Regions from separate parts of the Mus musculus genome. Here region 1 is linked to region 2. The links are chromatin contacts, called in public Hi-C maps. All regions are on one chromosome and are shown on one strand. Each heading gives the region's core, a stretch centred on a gene start, on an enhancer-like site or on the middle of the called end of the contact. The rest is flanking DNA. Distances are from core to core; before and after follow the strand shown. Region 1 overlaps Frmd4a (FERM domain containing 4A). Region 2 overlaps LOC108168726.

Region 1 (7,039 bases), core at 1,968-4,467, 910 kb before region 2:
GTTAGCTTAACTGTCAACTTGACACAGCACAGGATCATCTGCCTGTGTCTGAGGACTGCCCAGATCAGATCAGCCTGGGATCATGTCTTTGTGGGCTTGACTGGCGATTGATGAGGGAGGGCTCCCTCTACTGTAGATGTACTGCCATCCTTAGGCAGGTGGGTCTGGGCTGCATAAGAAAGCTCGTTGAATGCCAGCCTGGAGAACAGAATAGTAAGCCGAGTTCCTCTGAGGTCTCTGTTTCAGTTCCTGCCTTGGCTTCTCACTCTGACTTCCCTCAGTGGTGAATGGTTAACTGGAAGTGTAAGAGGAAACAAACCCTCCTTTTCTCCTCATTGCTTTTGGTCACAATGTTTTAGCACAGTTTAACACTTTAGAAATCAGACTAGAACAGCCACCTAAATTCAACAGGGTTTAAACAGCTTTGGAAGGAGGCATCGGCTAGTCACATTTGGCTCACAAAACATTCTGTCTTTCTCCCTCTGACCTCATATAAACCCAGGCCTGTCATGTCATTTAAGCAAACAGCAGCATCCCCCACTCTGACTGATTTGGAGGCTGGGGGTTGAACTCAGATCCTTGAGTGCGCTAAGCAAGTGCTCTACCAATGAACCACTTCCTTGATCTCCACTCTTGAAGCCAAGATAAATTTGATCTGGACCTCCTAATCTTTAATGCCAGAATGACCTGCCTGATGCGCACAGATGGTAGAGAGCTGGGTGTGGTGGGGCACACCTTGGAGCCCAGCACTAGGGAGGCAGAGACGGGTGGATCTCTATGAGTTGGAGGCCATCCTGGTCTTCAAAGTGAGTTCCAGGACAGCTAGGACTGTCGCAGAGAACAACCTTGTGTTAGGGGAAGGTGTAAGAATTAGGGAGTAAAACCAGGTGGTGACAAGGGCCATTCCTTTGTGACAGCAAGTCTCATTTACTCGTTTACCCTGTAAAGCCCCAGATGTCTCCTTGGAAACAGAATGTCCTTGACCAGGATAGCCTCCCTCTTAAGGGAACACAAGCAAACCCTACTCTCTGCCTTTGGAGTTGACACTCAGGATGATAGTTAATGATTACATCAGCCAGCATTCGAAAAAACCCCATGAGTGAGTGCCCTTAGAGGGCACTGACAATTTGTGCCTCACTGAAGTTACACACATCTCCCTCTGCCCCTTGGGAAATATTTCTTAGACCCATGTTTGGCTTCACACTTTGGTCTGACGACTAAAGCCAGCTTCTGGACAGCATATGCAGTGGCCTCCTGTGCATGGTGTCCCCACGTCCCTGGGAGGAAGCCATCTGTGGACAGTGTCTCAGGCGCAGGCCCTACCTGAGGACAGCAGACTCCCACTGCTCCCGCTGATGATCTTCCCCTTGCTCCCCATGTTGGCCAGCTTTGAGGTCTTCAGGGTCCCTGTTTCCGTCAGGTCAATGGCGATCTCGCTCAGACTTCGGGCCGCATGGATCTTGGACTGGAAAGGGGAGGTGAACAGGTTATGGAAGAAAATACTTGCCTACTTGTAAGCCCGAATCCAGGTGGCTCGTAAGCTACACAAACTGGAATTCACAGCCCATGAGAGCACGGGCTATAGAGCATAGTGGGAAGAGTGTGGTCTTTGGGAAAGGCAGTTAATCTCATTGAGCCTTATTGTTCCTAAATATAAGCCAGGGAAGTTACCACCTACTACAGAGTGATGCACTGGAGCCAAGGAGACAAGCTGTGTGCACAGCATCCTCTCCCCTCCCTCTAATTCCTTCCCCTTCCTCCCCTTTCTTCTCTGCTCGACAGAGCAACAAATGAAAAATTGTGTCAGGCCAGTAATCCTAGTTACTTGGGGGAGCTGAGGCAGGGAAATTATAAATTTACAATCTGACTGGGCCAATGAACAAGTTCAAAGCCAGTTCGGGTGACTTAGTGAGATACCTGTTCTAAACATAAAAAGTAGAATGAAGAGGTATAGGTCATGGTAGAGCACTTTGTTAGTGTGTACAAGATCCTAGGCTCAACCCCTAGCAACATGCACACACACACACACACACACACACACACACACACACACGCACGCACGCACGCACGCACGCACGCACGCACGCACGCACACGCACACGCATGCACATACATACAAATAGTTGTGACTATACTTATTTGTGCTTAAGCAAGGAGGAGAAAATGAATTCCTAGCTTTATGAATGGCAGATGAAATATGTGAAACAAATTCATAAAATAATAAGTTTAGAAGTTATTCAGCATCTTCAGTTATTACCCATGTGATCAGGGAAAGTTTCGATGGTAGGATACTAGCATCCTACATGTGTAAAGACCGTATACACAAGACAGAAAGCTCTTGAATACTCAGGTCCTGCCAAAAGCTTTGTCACAGATTTGCTTCAATTTTCATTGATTAAATCTATGAAGATTCTAAAGTCTTCATATTGCAATTCAAATTCCATTCCATGTTGTATGCAGGTCAACTAACCCTACTGGGCTAATAGTCATAGCTGATGAACAGAGCCCACAAACCATTTTGTTTCCAGTTTACAATTTCATCTCTAAAAGTGATTTTTTTTTCCAGGAAGGCCATCTACGTTAGTGACATCTTTTGCAATGTGAAAATGCATTGTATTTCCTTTCTATAGACATTATTTAACATTTTGTAATTTGTTGCTGTTGTTTTAGAAATCAATGTCTTTATGATAGCATACACATCATGAAAACCACTACAAATTATAATCTAAGCAGACCCTGGCTCTCTGTGGTGGAGCTGAGGTGCTCAGTGGGGACCTGCTGCCTGAGAGCAGGTCTTTCCATACCCACAAGGCTCCATACAGATTCTGACAGCCTTGGTGAGGCCTGCACACCACTGTCCCCTCTTCCTGATTTACAGGCTTCCTCCTTTGCTCGGGGGCTGTTATTTGTCTCACAGAGGCTATCTGGGCCCTTCAGGCCTTGCCCTTCCTCTGGCCTGTTGTTGTCTATCCTGATGGAAGACAGTGACTTCCGGTCAGAAGAAGCCCCTAGACTTTTGCTCTCGAGTTGCTCACCCGATGTGAACTGTCTTCCTCCGCCCCTCCTTCTCCCACATTGGTGCTTTGACTTTGGCCTCCTCTTTCTTACATTTAGAATCTGGTCAACTTCCTCAGGTTAGGGCCCCCTTGTTCATAAACAAGTCCGGCTGCCAGGCTTGGCAGCCTTCTGGCTGTAGCAGGAAGCAGGAAGGGCTTTCTATTTCATGTGCACTCTACATATCTACAGCACCCATCTGGTTGTGCTTTATCCTTCAGGCGAGCAGGGCGAGCACAATCCATTACTTCCTCTCTTTCAGCACTGTTCATTACTAAGATCTGTGTTTTCACAGAAGCAGCTCACACTTGAACAACTACAGAGCAGCACCTCACCAAACCCATGTCGCACAGCGGCAAGGGCCCAGGAGCTCCTCCTGGTCACTCACTGTTAGACTCTGATCCTTCACCTCTCTGATCCTCCGATGCCTGTTTATACCATGGGGATCTTCAAGCTCACACCAGAGCTGGGATGAGGGCCATGCCAGATTCTCTCTATCAAGACCATTGCAATAGGAATGGGATATAAATCGGAATCTGGATGTAACTTTATGAATGAGGTTAGATTGATGGCTTTACTTGACATTTTAAGGATCCCATTAATGATATGGAAATCCTCAGACTAGCTCCCTTCCCACCTCCCCACTCTCCTGTCCACCCTGCCCCCTTACATATCAACCTCACTGGCAGAAAACCAAAATACAGAAGCAGCAACAACAGACCGTTTTTTTCTAATATAATCTAGATTCTGGTAACTTTAAGAACTTTCTGGAATGGGCCTATCACAATGACCTAACACTCCCTGGAGATTCTCTTCTTGCATAGCAAGGTCTCTGAGCCAGCCCCAGAGCCTCTAAACATCCTAACTGACCACTCAATTAGGTGCTGATGTTCGGTGAGGAAGCCTTAATTTGTTCTATAATGCTATTTATTTTAGAAGGAATAAATGACAGACTGGATGAAGAATGATTAAAAAAATAAAAGATTAAGGAGGAAAGATGTCTGCACATTAACCGCAGAGCGCACCGCTCTGAGGTCAGAGGAAAAGCATCCATCAGTTCCTCTGAACAATGTGAGCTTTCAAAGACTTTCCCCTAAAGTCTATAAGACACTCTTTGGTTCCAGGATGCAAAGGTCACGGGATCCTTTTGACAGCATCTCTGATCTTTAACATCAGCAGATATACGTGATCAATTATAATTAGTGTCTACAGAGCCAGCTTCCCTCCACTCTGCCTTTGACAGTAGAATGTTCCCTTCTTGTACATGTCTGGGGAGCCAAAGGAAGAAGAGGAAGAAGAAGGGAAGGGAAAGGAAGAAATGCAGAGAGAGCAGAGGGAGAGAGGGGAGGCTTTCAAAGTGATTTGCATACTGACTCTGAAGAAGAGTAAGCTGATGTCAGGGAGGAGACCCGTGAGCTGTCTTGGCTACTGCTCACGCTGACTCAAACCACTAGACAGTACTTGTTTCTCTGGGTTTGATAAACATCACTTGGGAGGCCTGAACTATGCTGGGAGCTCTTCAGAGAAAGGAATGGTTGGCATGGCCCCATACAGTAGAATGCCAAGCCTTGCCAGGATGCCAGCCCACACTGGCTGTCCAGAAATATCTGAAGCTTCCCATCCCAGACCTGCTGACACTCACTCGCACAGTCCATGGTGCCCACCAAAGATGGGCCACATGACATCTCAGAAATGAACCATGTCACAATGTAATTCCTACCGAGTGTTTCGCCATCTCTGATTTAATGTGGGGCTTCTCAGAAAGTTTAAACTCCATGCAGCATTAGACAAGGGAATGGGTTAGCTTAATCGTGATGTTAATAAAACACAATTTTCTTAAAGTAAAACTATTTCCTAAAGAAATTTCATAAACATCATGTCACTTCACTGACTACTAATCTGGGTCAGGAAGTTCCTTTTCTGTTCTCTAATTAGAGAAAGCAAAACCGTGTCCTAAGACACCTACCCAGGTCACGGAGCTAGAAAATAGTCATCTGATGTCCAAACGGAGGGGCTTGGTCCTCACCTGTCTGTAAGGCTAAAGAATTGACTCCTAAATGACACAAAGGGCTAAAAACAAAGCTCAGTGGTAGAGAACTTGCTTAGCAATAACATCTTAGGTTCCTAAAACCACAAGAAAACAAATGTTTCTTGCCTGATACATAGCTAAGGCTCTTGTGGCCATGTAAAGATTCCTTGGTAAAATTCTATTCCTCTGGGACTTCGGCTACTTGTCCTTCAGAGTAAACAGAAAAGGACAGCTGAGAGCTTCCTCAAGCTTTTGGCCTTTGGTCTTTTTTTTTTTTTAGGCAGTCTCACTAAGTAAGTAACCTTAGCTAGTCTAGAACTTTCTATATAGATTAGGCTTGCCCTGAAGAAGCAGTCTCCCTGTCTTTGCCTCTCAAGAGCTAGAATTACAGGTTTGGGCCACCTCCTATAGTTGGGTCTCTCTCTTGCTCTCTCTCTCTCTTTCTCTCTCTCTCTCTCTCTCTCTCTCTCTCTCTCTCTCTCTCTCATAATTTATTTTTATTTTATGTGCATTCTTCTATTTCCTGCATATACATCTGTGTGAGATTGTCAGACGCCCTGGAACTGGAGTCAGAGGGAGTTATGAAGTGCTATGTAGGTGCTGGGAACTGAACCCTGATCTGGAAGAGCTGCCAGTGTTCTTAACCACTGAGCTATCTCTCCAGCCCTTGGTTTGTCTCTTAATAATGCTTCCTGTTAAAAAAGGATTGGTGATCATTTCTTCCTGGGCTTCGCTTACTGTATCCATTGTGGCTAACTGGAAGTCTACTAAAGACTTCTCATAGGCATTTGTGTGTGTGTGTAAAGAACCCCAAGAATAGACTACTTGAGACACTCAGGAAACTGAAAACAAACACAAAAAACAACCAAAAAAACCCCAAAACAAAAACCACCAGCCTGGGGAAGAGGACCAAGCCAGCCGCTGACACTACACTATCCTGTGGGTGACATAGGCTACTTCCTGTCTCCATTGCAAACTATGGCATTAGAATTTGAGGGTGGGGTAGGATTCTACCCTTAAGAGTCACGGACACTGGGAATTCAGGAGAAACATTCCATCTTCCAACCGTTATAACCCACCCATGTTTGTGGGTGTTGACCTCTAATGCTATCTACCAGAGAGCAAGGCACCAACCCCCACCCACTGTCTCAACATCTACCATGAGTCAAACCCCCGTGGCCCTGTTTCTTTTGACCTAACCAAGCTTCACAGGCTTGTGCTAAGGCCCGTCGCCACTAGACGAGTGTAGGATACACTCATGATTTCCAGCCACAAGAACACCACACACACCTTCAGACTTGGTCACCCCAAAAGGGACTAAATAAAGGGGTCAGAAAGACTAAAAAAAACCCAATAAATTCTTTACAAAGCAGATGGTGGCTGTGATGGGGACAGGCCATGATTTGGAAGTGAACTGGGCCGGGCGGGGGGGGGGGGGCATTTCTGCCAGTTTCCTTTTACTAGTTGCAAGTTATGTTACTTTCAATTCCTGCTTTCTCTCCATAGGAAAGAGAAACCCCACAGCAAAGGAACAAGAGCCCAGAGGGTACCACCAGTCCAATCACCCTGATGCATTAACTGCCACCTGCCCCTGGGAACAGGGGGAGGCAACTTCTATGGCTGCTGGGAGCCACCAGAGGGGCCAAGGCTGATCTTGCCCGGTGTTCCCATGACCTGAAGCCTGTAGAATCCTACTGCAGGCTTACAGCCTTCTCCACATCAGGGCCCCTTCGGAGATCCCCTGAGTGGGAGTGGCCTGTGGGGTCCCTGGAAAAGAAGGAAGGGAAGCCAGGTGGAGAAAGAGGGCTGGTGTGTTGTTGTAAGCCCTATGTGAACCAAAAGTGTGTGGTTCTCCCACCCACCAGAGAGCACAGCTGGCCCTTCAGGCTGGGGGTGGATGAACCTCCTGGGTGCAGAGATGGCAGGCTCCCAAGGCCCCTGGCTCCAGGTCTACCA
Region 2 (7,211 bases), core at 4,430-6,929:
GTAAGGGTCTCTCTTTGGGGGATTTCAGAATTATTTTCTATTTTCTCAGTGGCTATGAGGAATATAGACATGCATTTCCTTTATTTACTAATTATAGCCAGAATCTGTTAATTTGCTGACAGGAAAACATTATTTCAGAACAGGCTTTAACACTTTGCTGTGTTTTATGTTCTCTTTCAACATTTGTATGAGGGATAAAGAGCCAGAGGTGTTCTTTCCCAAGCTGATTTTTTGCTGATTTTTTTCCCTCAAGAAAAGTTTACACAGAGCCAATGAGCAATTGAGATGAATACTGGGGTGCAGGTTTAGTACTGGGGTACAGGTTTAGTACTCAAAATTAAACTACACCATGATTTAAATTTATCCAAAGTCAGATCAAGCATACACAAATTGAGTTGAAATATGGGAACAGATATGCTTCAAGACAGTGAAATTAAAGATGAATAAATATCACTTCTTTTCACCAATCATCAAACATCTAACAGATAGATCAACTAGAACATTACAACTGCAAAAGACCATCAAGTATGAAATTTCGAGGCAAGCTATAATGCTGACCAATCGGGTATGAGTACTCTAAAGAACATACGTTAACTTATATTTAAACCTGTTACATGTCACAATTTTATTATTATCCAGTAGATGTTGGTCTCAAGGAAACCTGGGACAGGTCTCACTTACTACCTGTGGCTCCATTCCATCCCCTACCCTAAACCTCTCCTTCTCACAGGCTGAGCTTCTACTTCCCTTCCTCAAACCTGACGCCAATAGAACTCTGCCATTTTAGGCTATGCCAGTCTCCTGGCCCGGGTCACCTCTCTTGGTCATCAGCTCCTCTCTTGCTCTTCCTCCCTGTGTCTCCTCTCATTCCTCTGGTCTCCTCTCAAGGCCTGGTTTACTCTGCCAGCCATGTTCAGTATGGACTCTTCCCTCTGCCTGCCTTCTCCCTCATATCTACAATAGAAATCTCCACACTGTAGAAGAGTCGGGGCTTCCTCCTTCTCATCATTCCTCTGGTGCTGAAACCCGGGAGTGGTATGAAGGAGTCATTTTCCAAGAGACTCAGCCTCTCAGAACCAAGCTGCCGACTTGACTCTCCCAAGGTACACACAGATCATTTACTTCTGCTGATTTCTGCTACCCATCACATTAGATTCCATTTACTAGAATCCACCTCTTTAGCCGACTCTTCTCTCCACCCGTTCTAATCAACTGCCTCTCTTCACCTGTTCAGTAAGTGTTCTCTTTCAAATATGATACAGTAGTGTTTAATCCTTGAGTATGCTCAATGGACCCTCTCTTTTTAGGTCCTCTCAGAGCTGACCATGAGACAGACATATTGACCAGAGCAGTTGAGGCAAGAGTTGCTAGGTGTAGGGATAAGATAGGCAAGGGAAAGAATTGCCAGGGAGTTATATCCACCAGATACTCCTGAGGGTAGCACGGCTTCACTCTGCTGGGAAAACTGGGAGTGCAGAACATGCTATACCATCCTCTGCAAAAGGGAGAAAACTGTCATATTCATTCATTCATTAATTCATTCATTCATTCACTAAAGAGGAGCTGTTCTCAGAGGGGACCATTTCCAAGACAAGTAGGAAGAGACTCTGTGCAAAGGCATACAGGTGCTAGAAGTGGGGACAGTACATTGACAAGAAGGGAACATGGGCAGCTGAGATGGTTGGCCACACACCCAAACTTCATTGTTTGCCACTGCTATATTGAGGGCTCTGGAGAAACAGTGAGGACCAGTCTGAATCCCCCTGTGTAGCCATTGAGGAGATGGGTCTACTGACCCGCCTTGAGAGATCAAAACATCTGGTAAGATATCACATCTGCAAAACCGGTGGAACTAGAGTATGTATGAGAATAAATGAGCTGAATGTGGATGGCATGGTGGCACCTGTAATCCAAAATTTAGGAGGTGGTAGAAGCAGGAGGGTCAGGAGTTCAGGGTCACCTTCAGCCATGTAGAGAGTTCAACCTTTTATGAGGCCTTGTCTCAAGAAGGAAAAGGAGGAGGAGGAGGAGGAGGAGGAGGAGGAGGAGGAGGAGGAGGAGAAGAAGAAGAAGAAGAGGAGGAGGAGGAGGAGGAGGAGGAGGAGGAGGAGGAGGAGGAGGAGGAGGAGGAGGAGGAGGAAGGGACAAGAATAACCAGCAAAAATCACGGTATCCATGACTCTCTGAGATTTCTATCTTAGACATTCATGCTATTGCCCGCTAGAACTTCTAGATAATTTCTGCTCTCTGCATCCTGAGAATGGGAAGAAAGGAACACTCCAAAAAGGGAGCGAGTTAGGGGTTCAAACCCATACAGGGGGGAGTGAAAAGAGAAGTGGGCAGGACTTACAGGTTTTTCCAAGAGAAGCTTGGAGAGCCTGACTTCAGACTTCGTACGCAAATATCCCCTTCACAACACTTCCTCCTCCAAGAGTTCTTGGCCAAGAGACCACACTCAGTTTGAAGCATACAAAGAATATATTTTAAAAGGTAAAATTGGGGTCTGGAGATGGCTCAGTGGGTAAAAGTGCTTCCTGGGTAGCCTGGAAACCCAAGCTTGACCTCTGAATTTGGAAAGAGAGAAGCAATTCACAAAAGTGTCCTCTGACCTCCACATACACTTGCACACATGACTATATATATATATATATATATATATATATATATATATATATATATATATTGCATACGAACACAATAGTCACAATTAAAATCTAGAGTAGTATAGGTACAGATTTTGTGACATTAAAATTTCAGGCAGTTCAATTCTACAAATTACCATACTGAATATTTTACCCTAGATAACCAATATATCTTGTAGGTAAACTTCTGGAAATTTCCATGCCTCTACTTTCATTGTCTTAAGAGACATAGAGAATGTAGATTCATAAGAAACAGAGCCACCAGGGTATCTTCCTTGTGGACACAGTGTCAATCTCAGTTAAGGCCAAAGTGGAACCTCTAAGCCACTGTCTAGGACACAAATATCCAGTTAAGCAACCGCAGGTCAAATGGGAAAGCAGCTAAATGCAGAGGTCTAAGCCAAAGCCTCATTTTTATTATTCTTTGGCATTTTCTTATTCATGAACAATTAATGCCCCAGGGCATTTTCTGAATTAAGGAAAGCCAGTGTTTGTACAGAGGTTGCCATCTTGGTGAACTTTTTAAGTTTAGTTTAGCTAAAGAGGGGACTAAGAACTTAGAAATTCTGTGCCACTGGCTGACTCCCTTCTGGATACAAAATGGCAGTGGGCTAGAAGAATATTTCATATCATTTAAAGCAAACAAAGAAATCTCTTTCCATCCCAGACCCTGAAGGGACCATTGCTGCCTTCCTCTCCCCTGGAACATGTTACTCCCTTCTCTGGTCACTAGAGAAATGGTTCTTCTTTGTCTAAGGCAACCAGTGTAGAAGACACTAAGCAGTAATAATAATAATAATAATAATAATATGATAATAATAAACAATAATAATAATAAACAATTCTCTTCTATTTCCTATCTATATTTGACAATGCAGGATCAATAGTAAATTCAAGAAATGTTTCCTTATGAATTAGGTCAGAGTTCATGGCCTTCTGCCACATTTCACTTCCTTGAGACTGATTCCTCTTCCCACCTTTTCAGGAAGAGAGTGAAATCCAACCTCTAGTGTGTGAAACAAAGGCGAGTGGTTTGATATGTAGGCTAGAAGGTTAGATGATCAATTTTTTTCCCTTCACTCATTTGTTTGTTGAGATGCTGAGAGTTCAATGCAGAACCCAGAGCCTAGGCAAGCTCTCTACCACTGAACTACACCCCCAAGCCCTTGTTAAGACTCATAACTGCACTCAGGAAACCAGTCTTTGTTCGAAGTCATCTGAGATCCATGATAATTTTGTTTGTTGTTTGTTTTTCCTAGTAAAAGGCCTCAGAAACTGCCCTAGGTTTAAGCACATGGAAAGACAGTAAACTAGAGATAAAGGAAACATTTGGTTTCCTGGAGGCAGGATCCGAGTCTGACTCAGCTCTGACATCCTATGGAGCACCCTGAGTAACTTCTTGTTTACAGAATCCCCAAATGAGCAAAAGTCTTTACATCACTCTAATTGACTCAGTCCCTGGTTCATGATTCAGTGAGTTCTTACACATTCCAGGCATTGTGTGGGAAGCGGAAGGAAAACAACAAACAGAAGATAAAGCGTTTGGTTTCTGGCTCACCCACCTGAACTAATAGTTTAAGAGACTAGACAAACATCCCTACCTCATCCAGATACCTACTAAGCACCTGCTATGACCCAGGTTTCATTCAGGATGTTTGGCATGTTTTAGCACTCCGCCCAACCTGGCAATAGCCACGTACAAGCCTGGCTCACTGTATTAAAGGATTGTTCTGGTCTCTCTCCTCTCTCCTTTCCTCCCTCCCCTCTCTTTCTCCCCCTCCCCCTCCCCTCCCCTCCCCCTCTCCTCTCTCCTCTCTTACTCTCTCTCTCTCCTTCTCCCTTCCTCCCCCTCCCTCTCTTTCTCCCTCTCCCCTTGCTTGTAACAAATGAAGGTGGCATAGAGAAGCCCAGGGAGAACACAGTGCTGGTGTGCAGTGACGTCACAATCCATGCAAACCTAAGAGTCTTATGGATGAAGGAGTGGGGAGCAGGCAGATTTCCCTAGAAACTCACCACTAATCCCAGTAAAACCTCTTGTAAAAGGTTCGCCTAACCCTCCCTCCTAGTCCTGGGGATTAAAGCGGGAGCCTTGCACACCCAAGAGCACTAGCTAAGCAGCTGGGCTGCTACTAAGCTATAACCTCCTCCCCCCCTTTAACTCTATTTAAAACTCGGCTCTCCAGCCTCACTAAGTTGCCCAGCTGCCCTTGAACTCACCCTGTAGCCTATGTAGCTTTTGACTATGAGTTCCTATTTCCTCAGCCTCCCAAATAGCTGGAGTCACCTCTGCCACTTTACCTGTCTTTCCCCTCACCTTGGTGTGTGAGTAATTATCTACTCTCTGGCCAGAGCCTGGGGAGACTCTGGGTGGGCGACACATGAATCATTTGTGCCATCAAAGGGCATGTGTGTTTCAGATAGCTTATTTTAGTGGAGGGCTCACTTTAGACTGTTCTACAAGGAACGCAGAAAAGCTCCGCTGGGGAGGCGGCTCCATGGGCATGAGGAGAGACTCAGTAGGTAAAGTGTTGGCTACACATATGTAAAGGACAAGAGGTCAGGCCCAGAGCATACATGTAAACAGAAAGCCTAGCCTGGTGGCCTACTTATGTACTAGGGAGGCAGAGACAAGGGAACCATGGAGCCAGCTGTCTAGCTAGACCAGGCAAGCTCTGGTGGCTTCAATCAAAAGCCCCTGCCTCACTGTGTAAGTAGGAGAGTCACTGAGGAAGGCACTCCCTGCCATCCTCCAGACTCCACATATACCACACACGCATGTAAATATACATGCACACACACACACACAGAGGGAGGAGAGGGGGAGGGGAGGCGGAGGCGGAGGCAGAGGCAGAGGGGGAGGTAGGAGGGGGAAATGGGAGGGGAATAGAGGGAGGGAAGAGGAGGCAAAAAGAGAACCTGACATTTTATTTGTGTGAACAAACATGCCTTGCTATCTTTACCCAGGCAGAAGGCCTGACTCTAACCGCTGCCCAGATGGCCCTCCCCCAGGGCTAGCTTCATGTATGGAAAAACCAGGTTCTGCTCGCCAAGCCTTGGTCTCACTTCCTCCCAGGCTACAAACACCACAGAGCTTTGTCTCCTTGTGCTCACTGTGACCATTTTCGGTTGGAGAATTTTAACCGTTTGAGGTTTGTTACTTCACACTTAAGTAACCTACAAACCACAGGAAGTGAAAACTTGCCTAAACTGTGTCACCCTGCCAATTCTGAAAATTTGCTGGATCCCAATCAGCCCCAGGGGACCCTTGGCAAAAAGAGGGTGTACTCGCTAAACTCCACAGTTGCTTGGTAGCTCTAAGTTACACGGCTGACCCTGGGAATCTTTGCAACACTGACCAGAAGTAGTTGAGATCTGGATACAAGTTTAATTCGATAAGTAAAATTCCCTCTCTGCCTCTGTCTCTGTCTCTCTCCTATTTCTCACCCCCACCCCCACCCCCAGACCTCTACCCCACTATGCCCCCGGGTACTGGGAAAGAGGGGTGACGAATGACTCACTGGTTTAGAACACTTATTACTCATGGCCCTGGGATCAGTTCCCAGCCCCCACACGACTACTCACAAACACCTGTAACCCCATTTCAAAAGGATCTAACACCTTCTGACCTCTTCAGGGTCTAACACACAGGGAGTGCACGTATATGCATGCAGGCACACACATATGCACATAAAACAAATACATACATAAACCCAAAGAGTTGCTTTCTAAAATAAAATGTAAGATGAGCATAGAGGACTCAGAGGAAGGAACACGTTCCATGGACAGGCTAATAGGAAAGGAACCTACCCTGGGGAAAGTGTTCATTCTATGGGTGAACTTGACCAGGCCCAAGGCGCACAGGCTAATTTTAGGTATTTATGTCAGGATGTTTCCAGAAGGTGAGTATTAGGAAGGAGGGCTCTCAGTAAAGCCGTCTACCTGTGAAGTGGGAAAAATCATCTATGCTATAGAGAGTCGGAATGAAGCCAGAGGAGAAGCTTGTTTGCTCGGGTTGGGTGTTGAGATTTGAATATGGCTTACACGGGTACTTGTCTTAAACACTTGGTCCCCAGCTGGCGGTGATATTTGGGGAAGTTATGAAAACTTTAGACGGTAGGGATGGGTTGGAGGAAGTGAGGCACAGTCTGTAGAAAGGATTACATCTTAGTCAATGCTTCTCTCCTCCTTCTGCTCTTCCTCCTTCTCCTTCTTTGCTCCTATTCCTCCCCCTCTTCTCTCCTATTCATCCTCCTCCCCCTTCCTCCCTCCTTCCTCCTTTTCCTCCTTTTCCTCCTCTTCCTCCTTCTCTTCTTCTTCACCCTGACAGAAGGTCCTCTGCCACATAATTCTACCAGGATGAGGTTCTGCTCGAGTGTGTGGGGCCAATCAGTCACAAACCAGACCCTCTGAAACCCAGCCAGAGGCAACAGTTCTTCCATGAACATTTTTAGATGAGGTGTTTCGACATCGAGGCGAGAAGAACTGAGGCAGTGTGAAAACTCTTCCATTGACCTTGGGTTACGATTTGACACCAGTGGCTCCTTTGGTCTCAGGCCTTCAGACTTAGAG

Evidence for each region. A called contact is a pair of places that touch in the nucleus more often than the background predicts.
Region 1: a contact with region 2 is called in a Hi-C map of the HPC-7 cell line, with 2.7 times the contacts expected there. The contact joins two enhancer-like sites. A contact is called at or near these places in 1 of 484 Hi-C or Micro-C datasets (the HPC-7 cell line) and 1 of 115 datasets of contacts at active chromatin or transcription factors (microglia).

Annotation. Positions count from the first base shown.
Region 1 is chr2:4,566,724-4,573,762 of GRCm38.p6, reverse strand. Frmd4a (FERM domain containing 4A) reads right to left here. Exons shown (of 23, transcript NM_172475.3): 14 at 1,324-1,465. Among named protein-coding and RNA genes, the nearest start is that of Gm13179, 24 kb to the left of the region's middle. Within about 2 kb of position 3,217, at least 92 of the 459 cell types and tissues checked have an H3K27ac peak or open chromatin away from gene starts, as enhancers often do. A contact at or near this core is called in the HPC-7 cell line and microglia, where this site is marked.
Region 2 is chr2:3,656,554-3,663,764 of GRCm38.p6, reverse strand. The region is part of intron 2 of LOC108168726; the gene reads right to left. Among named protein-coding and RNA genes, the nearest start is that of Fam107b, 53 kb to the left of the region's middle. Within about 2 kb of position 5,679, at least 203 of the 459 cell types and tissues checked have an H3K27ac peak or open chromatin away from gene starts, as enhancers often do. A contact at or near this core is called in the HPC-7 cell line and microglia, where this site is marked.